2 separate regions of the Xenopus laevis genome follow, and region 1 is linked to region 2. A link is a contact called in public Hi-C data. All regions are on one chromosome and are shown on one strand. The core of a region is the stretch at or near the end of the contact, and the rest is flanking DNA. Distances in the headings are between cores, read along the strand shown.

What was found. Hi-C and Micro-C count contacts between places; a contact is called where the count stands out from the background.
Region 1: a contact with region 2 is called in a Hi-C map of the XL177 cell line, with 4 times the contacts expected there. The contact joins two enhancer-like sites. A contact is called at or near these places in 3 of 4 Hi-C or Micro-C datasets (the XL177 cell line, the XTC cell line and animal cap).

The regions. Positions count from the first base shown.
Region 1 is chr1S:91,116,579-91,122,441 of Xenopus_laevis_v10.1, reverse strand. No RefSeq gene overlaps it. Among protein-coding and RNA genes, the nearest start is that of arid3a.S, 28 kb to the right of the region's middle. Within about 2 kb of position 2,396, at least 1 of the 7 cell types and tissues checked has an H3K27ac peak or open chromatin away from gene starts, as enhancers often do.
Region 2 is chr1S:91,021,283-91,026,672 of Xenopus_laevis_v10.1, reverse strand. No RefSeq gene overlaps it. Among protein-coding and RNA genes, the nearest start is that of wdr18.S, 14 kb to the right of the region's middle. Within about 2 kb of position 3,677, at least 2 of the 7 cell types and tissues checked have an H3K27ac peak or open chromatin away from gene starts, as enhancers often do.

The sequences.
Region 1 (5,863 bases), core at 1,147-3,646, 97 kb before region 2:
CAGAGATTTGTAATCACATGTAGAAAGCAGACTAAAGAGAAACATTGGGTTGCAAGCAATTCTTACAAAGATAACTGGCCTGGCCACATATTTTGAGATAACTTCTCCTTTACATATAGTTGCAGTTAAAATGTTTTGCAAGGCATCCAGTAAGGGTGGTGGCACACACTGCGATTTGGGGAGATTAGTCGCCCATCGACTATTCTCCCCGAACTGCTTTCCTGCCGGCTAGAATGTGAATCGCCGTCAGGATGGCACTGGGATCGCTTTGTTTTCCAAAGTTGCCTCGCGAGGAAACTTCTGGCGACTTCGGAAAGCTGAAGCAATCCGAGAGTCATCCCGCTGGTGATTCACATTCTAACCTTGCGGAAGCCATTTCGGGGAGATAAGTAGCTCCAGAAGAAGAGGAAATTTGTCATTGGGCGACTAATCTCCCCGAATCGCAGTGTGTGCCACCACCCTAAGCCAGGATTCCACAACTTCTTTATACCTGTAAGTCACATTCAAATGTAAAAACTGTTTGAGAGCCACACAAACAAGAAATAAAATTCCTTGGGGATGCCAAATAAGGGCAGTGATTGACTAATTGATAGCTCTGTGTGGACTGCTAGTCTGTACGAGGCTCTTTTGGAGTAAACCTATATTTTCATGGCTCCAAAACTTGAATTTAAGACAGGAAATTCAAAATTCGTGCTTACTATGAGGCCACTGGGAGCAACATCAATGGGAATGGAGCAATATGTTTCTCATGGGCCATTGGTTGGGGATCACTGTATAACTTTTCTTAACAAAGAAACCTTTTCTTGTAATAGACCCTTCTACCCCACCAGGTGCAAAAGGTTTTTTTTCATAAAATTTGGAGTCTTTGAGAAAACCACCTCGCTCCTTCTACCTGGGAAGTGCAGTTTGTAAGTCCATGAAAGTTTCTGACTTGGTCCCGACATTATTCATTGTACTGTATACTGAGTTTTATAAATATTATACTGGAATTCCTATCAAGAAGCAGGCCTTAGAATTCAAGTCAGCCAGCCAGTCAAGAAAATTACCAGCAGAGTTGCAATCTGTAGCAAGACCAACTGGACTAAATGGGCGACAAACTCCTGCATACAAATTTGTATCTCTATTGGTAGTAGAAAGTTACCTTTTTGATGCTTTTGTGGCACGTGCTGCTCAAAGTAATTTACCTCTGTCCATTGATAATTCTAACAGTGGATCACTCCAAAGAATATTTTCTTTTATCTTTCTATAGCCAACCATACATAATGTACAAGTAGTATAGGAACTTTAAGGGCTAGATGTGAAATGTTGCAGCCTTAATGATTAATCAGGGGCCACATGTGAGGCCTATACCCTGTCATTGGTCCAGATAATGCAGCAATAGCTGCTTCTCTGATTTCTTTAATGACACAGGCTTTTTTAGCCAGATAGGAAGAATCCGGAACCTTCTTGCTGTCTCTTTTTATTCAGAGGATACATGATAATATGTGAGAGAGAGATAGTGTGTGCACAAGATTAGTTCTGCTTTGGTGTGGGAAAGAAAAGTTTTAATTTGGGTGAAGAACTGACTGATGAGTAGTTTCAAAATATGTTTATGAAAACTGTCTTAAGAGGGCCCTAAAATAATTTTGCTGTGGGGCCAAACAACTTCTACTTACCCCCACAGATCACATGCAGTGAAGTCAGCAGCTCAGCAGTTGACTAGTCTAAAACACTGTTATTGCATCTTACTGAGAGATGAGTAGACAGTCTTTAAACATTTATAAATTAAAAAACCAGTATAGTCATGAAGTCAGAGACTTTACACTGGGCTGCTCATAAGAGCTTACAGGGAAAGAGACTATTAATATTTTAAAAGAGTGTAGTATTAAGAATAGATAAAGCATCAGGCAAATTCGTGTTTAATATTTCAGTACTGATGCATCATTTTGTAACAATTCCTAAATACAGAAGCCCTAAGATGATTGAATTACACCTTCTCCCACATGTATGTCAAATCACATGTGTTAATCTGTACTACTTTTCCAAATTTTTGGAGAGTGCTGACATGCATTTCTATATAATAAGTGCTATACAAATGCCATACCAGGGTTCTGAATGCTTCCTTCTATATTTTTGTACAATCAGCGTCGGACTTGGGGGCCCAGGGCCCACCGAGCCTGCAGCCTCGGGGCCCCTGCAACATCCCCCGGGACCCCCAACAGGAAGTCTTCTCTCCCCTAGCCCCTTCCCCCATGGGCTTGTGTGTGCATACAGGGTCGGACTGGTGCAGTTGGGGCCACCGGATTCTGAACCTAGGAGGCCCTGTGCACATGCGCAAAAGCTTGTGCGCGAATGGCACACGCACTGCGTGCATGCGAGAATGACAGGCCCACCCCGCGCATGCGTGAACGTCAGGCCCACCGTATGCATTCACGAACGCCGGCCTATAGCGCTGCACAACTTTTTTTTCCATACGGGGGCCAATCTCGAACCGGGTCTGGGCCGGAGGGGGCCCAAGAGGGCCGGGGCCCACCAGGTTTTTTCCCGGTTTCCCGCTGGCCCAGTCCGACACTGTGCACATACCTTTATCCGTCGCGTTAGGGACGCGACCAGGTTCAGGGAGGGAGGTGAGGAGAAGGAGTCCAGGGAGCGGGGCTGGGCCAGGTTTTTTCCCGGTGTTCCGCAGGCCCAGTCCGACCATTTGTACAATTATGCTATTGGAATACATTTTCATGGTAGCTTTTGTGTACTGTAATGTTAAGGAATTTTTCGGTTTGTCATCGGCATGAGAAACAAGTTTGCGTGGGTGACAAATCGTCATTCACTTAAGTATATTGTTTAAAGGGTTTATTTTTTAAAGCATTTGTTCACACTTAGCTAAGGTTTCATATCTCCCTCCTTTAATTGTTATCTATTGTTAGAATCTGAGCACCTTTGCATTTTACATGTACAGGTGTAAGATCCTTTATCCAGAAACCTTTTATCCGGAAAGCTCAGAATTACAGGAAGGCTATCTCTCATAGACTCCACTTTAATAAAATATTTTTTTAAATGATTTCCTTTTTCTCTGTAGTAATTTAACAGTATATATATATATATATATATATATATATATATATATATATATATATATATATATATATATATATATATATATATATATATATATATACAGATATTGGCTCTCACGATAAAATACTCACTGGTGCCTGGGTGCAATCCACAGAATGCTTCAATCCCGATATGATGTAAAGAAACGTCAGCTTGTGCCAATGAATAAATCATTCTTTCTATCGATGTAAACCTGTGAGTGCGACTACTTTGCATCATATATAATAATATATGAAAAAACAGCGTTCAATGGACATTGATTACAGGTAATGCTAAAATGCAAATAAAAAATAAAACAAGTTAGGGACCGCCATTCGGGGTTTACCTTGACGTGGTATGGTGGCTTATCAATTTTATGATCATAACTTTGTAACAAAATAACCCCTATTTGGGACATATGCAATAGCATTTATTATACTTATATATATATACTTTAAAGCCTTTAGAGTGCTCCCACAACCCCCCTGTTTTGATATTGTATATTTAGCCAGAAGCTGTGGCGTAGCTTCAGTGGTTGTAGCACCCCATACCCCCCCTTTAAACTAGTGGTGATCCTATGCTTTTAAAATTGGGCGTTTGTTTTGGGAATATCTCTCCTTTAAAAGCCTGATTGCTGGCTGGGGAGGATTTAGCCCTCAGTGAAAAAACAGCGTTCAATGGACATTGATTACAGGTAATGCTAAAATGCACATAAAAAATAAAACAAGTTAGGGACCGCCATTCGGGGTTTACCTTGACGTGGTATGGTGGCTTATCAATTTTATGATCATAACTTTGTAACAAAATAACCCCTATTTGGGACATATGCAATAGCATTTATTATACTTATATATATATATACTTTAAAGCCTTTAGAGTGCTCCCACAACCCCCCTGTTTTAATAATATAATATAATATAATAATAATATAGTAGAATTAAGCTGGGCTGGGCTTTTCTGAGTTTTCTAAAAACTGTTTCACCACTCAGCCAAGTGGCTTCTATTAGGTTCCATTAATGTTTTACATTTTTTTGTAGGCTTAAGGTATGGAGATTCAAATTACAGAAAGATCCCTTATTCAGAAACCCCCAGGTCTTTAGCATTCTGCATAACAGGTCCCATATCTCTATTTCAAATACATATAGGTTTAAACTACCAATATCAAGCTGTTGGTTTAACTGAGAGACATCAACTCTAGGGTTAAATGAATACAGAAAGTGCATTTAAAGTGCATAGACATTTAGGGTTGATGACACTATGACCTTTTAAGGCATCTGTTCAGAAGAAAGTCTGGTAGTAGCAGCCTGAAAGTGCTCAGAGTGCTTTTGAATAAAGAGATTTTTTTTTTTTTTAAATGTTCTCAGAAGGGAACTCTGAAAAAAAATAATTTTTGTGGGTTAAGATTCCCTTTAAGCTCTGTAGATCATAAATTCTATTTGGCAAAAAAACCAAGAGCCAGTTGGTAACTCTAGTTCCTTTGTATAAAGATTTTTTTATACAATGTTGAAACCTGGACGATTTTTAACCAGACAACCCCTTGAAAAACCAGCCTGTCTGGTTTAAAACTGGACAGATAGCAACCCTGTACATAAATAAATACATACATGGCAAAGAACAAAGGCATAACTTTCAATCTCCTTCCCCTACAGGAATCACCTTCCATGGGTGGGGGCCAAAATAGGAATGGCAGTCTGCAAAGGGGTCACAGTCCTTGCTGGGCTGCACCACTGGACATACAGCCATAGCAGTATGTACTCCTCTGCCCTTCCACCCATGCTGTAAATTGCAACCTTAAAATTATTTGTAAAATAGAAATATGTTTAGCAAAGATTTGTGCTGTATTACTTTTGTTTACAGATGCTTATTAACTCATTTTGAATTCTTCTGGATCCCCTTTTCTAAGTTTGCCTTACTAATTGGAGACTTTGCTGGTGTTTTACTAAAGGTTCTATGAGTCTCTTGGAAATATCAAAACACACTAGCAACGTACAAGCAAAGGTTTTATTACAGACAATAGAAAATATACATTACCGAATGAGCAAACTAAGCAAACACCCCCTCTCCGCAATCAAGACTGGGTGCAGATCGAGGCTCAGATGGCTTCAATGGTCCTATGGTTATACCAAAGGTCCTGTGGCTGCACATGTAAACCCCACAGGCGAAATCTCAACTGACCGAATTGGGACCCCCAGTTTATATATGCTCTAAAACAATGAGCTCATTAAGTAATTTAGTAAATAACCCATATAATAATTTGGTTAATAACAGATTCTGCTTCCCATGCGCTCATCAGGAGCTGGCCAGAATCCCAACAAGTACATCCATAGCAGAGATCTTATCTAGTAAACTAGTAGTGATTTATTACATATTTTGCCCCTAGCTAAAATAAAGGAAAGTCTCCTGAGGGCTTCAGAAATCATAAGCATATTATATAATACATATGAGAATATTCAGAGAATTTGCAAAAGTCATAAACGTGTTAAAAATAAAGAACAAGTATTAGGTCATGGAGTTGATTAATTTCCCTTTCCACAAAGCTTCATTATACAAGATTAAAGCTGTCTTGTATACTGTATTGGGTTCAACATGCCATATTGGATTTAATGGTAAAACAGTTCTTTGTGAAAATTTTACAATGAAATAACTTCCCGCCAGCTCAAAGCAGGTGTAAAGCACCCAAACATCAGAGCATGCTATAGTGTGTGTATCTATGAATATGTTAGGGACTGAGACATTAAGACAAGGACTAATGTGCATACAGAATAATTTATGTGCTTTAGAATATGTTGAGGCT
Region 2 (5,390 bases), core at 2,428-4,927:
TTAGCATTCTGTTCTATGGAAAATATTACTTACATATTATATTGATTTATGATAGAATTCATATTGCTATATTTAACTATTTCTTATGTAATTGAATAAAATCTGAAGGAAAAGAATGAAACAGGTGGGTCATTTAGTCAACCTGTTTGTTGACAGTGTCTTGAGATCTACTGATCACCAGCTAAAGGTCTACTGGTAGATCCCGATCTACCTATTGGGCACCCCTGAATTAACAGTTGCTTTGCTTTGCAGTCAAATGCATTAAAAAAAACGCCATCAAGCTCAAGTAAAAATGTCTGTAGGAACATGGCCTTAGAGGCAAACCTCCTATTTAAAGCCTCAGCACTATATAAATAAGATGATACTAATAAGGGCAGAGACACACGTGGAGATTTGGGGAACATTAAGTCGTTCGGCGACAAAATCGCCTCTTCTTCGGGCAACTAACCCCCCCGAACTGCCTTCACGCTGGCTAGAATCAAAATCACCGACGGGATGGCACTCGGAGCACTTTGTTTTCCGAAGTTTCCCAAAGCACTCCGAGGACAGGACTTATGTTTCAGACAACATGCATGTTTGAAACACCTGTTTGATGTCCTAAATATTATTGGAGTTGGCTGCCACAGCAATATCTTCTGTATATCTGTAGCATTGACATAATCCAAAGGATGACCAAAAACTGTCCTTTATTTGTGGGGGTGGGTGGCTTGCAAATGAAAGGCTCTGTGATGCTAGATAAACATTACTTATAGTTCTCCAATATTTGCCTTCAGTTATTGCAATAGGGGTTAGGTTACTGGTTGGCGCCCTGGTATCTCTAGTTCTGCTTATTTTTTTCAGTTTACCTAAATTTAATTATTTCATGTATGTATTTCCTAGAAAATGCTAGCATTTATTTAACAGAAATTTCCCTAAATAATAAATGGAATTACAGATTATTCAGTGTGTAGACTAAGAAAATATTTTCAGAAAGACAAATAGGATTATATGCAGTTAAAAGTATAAAGGTATTTAAAAGCACGTGGGAACAAAATAAATATTAAAATAAAATCAAACTGCTAAAGAATTGTTCCCACAGCCAGCCACTAGTAGGAATTTGCAGCTAGTTCTGTGTAATGTGGTGTAGGATAAGCGCCCCTTTGAGATAGATCCAGAGATTTGAAAGCAAGACATATGCTGTGGCTGATAATGCCTTGTAAACGGCTTCTGTTTGGTAGCTATGTGCAATTTAACTAAAGGAGAGAGGAACGGGGAGTGGAGAGGGGAGCAGAACGAGAACAAGTTTGTCAGCAGGAAGTATTCATTGGGGCCTCTTTATTCTGGGGGCATAAAATGTGAAATATGCTAAGTTTATTGTAGCTTTTATTTAATTTAATGATCTCAACAACACCACTTCAAAGGCACAGAGAGGAAGCACACCTGAAAATCTCTCACCCTCTTCCCATTAACTCCCCCCCCCCATTTGTGTATGTCACACTCAAACGACTCAGCATAAAAGTTAAAGGAACATAAACAGAGGTGGGAGCCAAGCCGGTGGGGAAGCATTCAAGATGTCACCCAGCCCTTGACTTTCCAAAAACATTATAGTAATAGGGAGGGGCAGTAAGGATTCCCATGAACAACAAACAACATTTTCCTAAAGTATCAGTATACCCAAGAATAAATACCAGCAATGAAAACAGTTCTGCTGCATCATGCAGTTCTAGGAAATGCTTGATACACAGAGGGAATATGAGACAACAGTAGGGTGATGAGCTCTCCTCCTATACCTTTGTTAACCAATGTGCTTGCAGTCTTTTCTACTATGGGGAATTAACAGTAATCCAATACAGGCATGCAAATGCTCTACTACAATTATTTTCTTACCTTATGAAGAAATGGAAGGACTCAATACACAATATTACACTATTAGCAATACCCCTTAAGGTTGATATGTCAGTGTCACCAGTTTTATCACACACCCTGCCCCAAATCATTATAATAAATGCACTCATAGAACATTAGCAGTGATTTACAGTACTTTTTTCACTCACTACAACTTTTTCATTCACAAAGAAGCAAAAATAATTTGCTTGTTTTTACAAAGATAGTACACAATGTGGGAGGGGTGGAGAGAATTAGAGAATGAAGCAATACAGTATGTTGGTTTTACAGACGCATTCCAGACAATAACCCTCAGGGGAATTAGCACAACTCAGCAACATGCTATTACGGCTAAGGTTACACTTGGGGTTTTCTCTGCAAAGAAAACACCAGTACCCCAGATACTTCCTATGCCTATTGCCAGGGATTTAAATTGCATCATGTAGTCCCTGTAGACATGGGGAGGATTTCAGGCCAAAACACTTGTATGCATTTTCAACCACAATCCACACCGTGTGTGCATTAACAGGTGGATGCCTTTGAAGTTAATAACAACAGGAATTAATGGTACTGTGCAAAGTGTGAAATTAGCCTTAAGGGTGGTGGCACATGTGCAGATTCAGGGGAGAGTAGTCGCGACAAATCGCCTCTTCTTCGGGCGACTAATTTCCCCAAAATGCTTTCCCGCCGGCAAGAATGTGAATTGCTGATGGGATGGCATTGGGATTGCTTCATTTTCCAGAGTCACCCGAAGTTGCCTAGAAATCTGCACGGGTACCATCACCCTAAACTGGTCAAACACACCAAGATATTGCCACCCATATGATGGCAATCAGCTAGATGGATCTTCAATTAGTGATTCTGTGTCAGCACACAACTCCTCCACTGTTTCTGGTGCACGTTCAATGGTGGCCACCACACACCGTAGACAATTCAGTATAAACGAGAACAGCACCTTCTTAATGTGATAAAAAGGCCTTTATTCAAACATGGCACAGACCAATAGTAGCAACGCTTCAAGCCATCTCTGGCTCTTTATCAAGCTAGATGGATCTGCCATCATAGGAGCCTAGGCAGGACCATTGTGAGTGAACATGTTCAACAACCTTATGCATTCATGGTCCAATGGGATTTCTCAACCTGCACAATAGATATTTGGCTGACTCCATCAAGATATTTATTCAGGCAGGCCATCAATTTCTCACCAACATAGGCCAATAAGCTACCAAACTGGTCTGGAGCGGCTGAGTAGATTATCAGCTCATTTGGGCCTGCCTTTGACTACACTTGCAGTGAGGGACACTGAAAGTGTGTTGCACCAGTAAACACATGGAACTGAAAAACAGTTATGTACTATAGGTTGCCATAGGAGGATCTCCTTGGCCATCTGGACTGAACCTTATGGTAATGTCAGTCAGGTCTGTCCCTTCCACAAGGTCCATCCCATTAGGCCTCATGATGATCATCTTTACCATTTGATTAATTTCCATAATCTTATAATTTAAGGACTAATGTCCATCCTGGTCTTTTCTCCAACAGTGAATTTGCATGGGCTGAAAAATTCCCAAAATTGCCATCTGTGACAAAAGAAGAACTAAAGCAAATAAAGCTGTAGATAAGAAGAGGCAACTGGGGTTGGTGTAGTAGCCAGAATGGAGGAAAGGATAGTGAGAAGAAAAAAATACTCTCCCCCAGTGAGACAGGAAGTAGTACATTAGGGATTATCCAGACAAGCATGTTTGTCTTTAATTGAAGCTTGTTTAGTGTCCACTACAAATAGGTATTTGTGGTTTTCCAAATTAGGAAAAAAAATGCAAGCTGTGGTCTGATAAGGGCGCGTCTTAACACATTCCTCACCTGCCATCAGAATGTTTAGCAGTGTTTTCTTTGACTGGTGGCCTTTTATTTGTGTTCTCTTGCTCCCTTCAGGCTGTATTTTGCTTCAGATTCAGTAACCAGCACACTGACCACCTTAGGAAGGTGGTAATTGCCATACTTTCCATACATCTGAAGGCAACTAATAAGCATACATGCTTTGCCAGAGTGGCTATGGTTATCTCTGAGGTAGCACTTCCATCCCAAGTGATCCTACTGCTTGATGATAAAACTTCACCCAATTCCACTTAAAGGCTTTGCAATAAACCTCAGTGCCTAGATAATCATAAATATAGCTTTCCTTCTATATACAAAGTATATGAAAATTGCCTTTGCACACCCACTACTACTACTACAGAAACGTTCCCTCCTCTAGTAATTTGCGTGATCATTTTAATACACAGCCACGTATTCACTGTTTCATGTCCATACAAAAACATTAAAGAAGGTGTGCTTCACATGGAAATCAAAACATTAGGGAAATGGTTGGCTGTTTATACTTTTCAGGCCAGTTTCATTAGTATTGTCTGTAATCCAGTACTAACTCAGTATTATATTTTCTGTCAACACACAGGCAAAGCAAACCACTGCTTTAACTAGGCAAATATTGTGATTAATGTATGGTTTTCCACTTTACAGAAAGGTAAGGCATATCCTGGATGATATGCATTTGACAAAACATATGTTGCAAGTAAATACAACTGTGGCAATCATTTAGTTTCTTTGATAAAGTGATATGGAAAACATTATCTTTTTAATGTAAGAAAAGGAGGATAGCAAGAGATTAGGTTCATTTTTCAATAACCAGCAATTTAATGTTTACCTGTTGCTCTTTTGTTTAAAGTGCTGATAATGCAACGAAAATAACAGATTGTTTTTGCCATAGAAGGGGGGAAATTTACCATATTTGCCTTATACGTTGCATAAATATAAATAGTAACATAATTAGCCCAAGCTTTGTTAGCAGTGTATAAGATGTTGACTATGCTGATTTGTAATCTATGTAGAATGCTAATTTCTGATGACCTGAATCACAGCATTTTCTTTCTAGTATTTCACTTTTCATCCTTGAACCTGATAAGAATTGAAAAAAAAAAGATGAACAGTTGAACTGTCTTTATTAGGAAAAAAATCAATAAAAATTTAATGGAAATGTATTAACTGTTAAACAAATAATTATTTTATTTCATATAGTTGTTTATATATTTAGCAACTGATCTGTGAGTTCTAGTACCTCACCTTTTTTTCCGATTGGAGACAACAAATTGTTGCTGTGAGGTGCTGACAGATATTACCTGCCACGACTGGCTGAATCCATCATGACTTGTTTGCAGTAGAAGACAGGGTGCATTGTTGAGGATGCACATTTATATCTCAACTGCCATATCTAAGAATAATGAAAAGGAACTAAAGACAGTCCATTAATGACATCCAGCGTTAAGCTAAAGTGGGAAACTTTATATTGTCCCTTAAGGGCAGAGACACACGGTCAGATTCGGAGAGATTAGTCACATGCGACAAATCTCCTCTTCTTCGGGGCAACTAATCTCCCTGAACTGCCTTCCCGCCAGCTAGAATGTAAATTGCCGTCAGGATGGCACTCGGGTCGATTTGTTTTCCAAAGTCGCCCCGAAGTTGCCTCATGAGGAAGC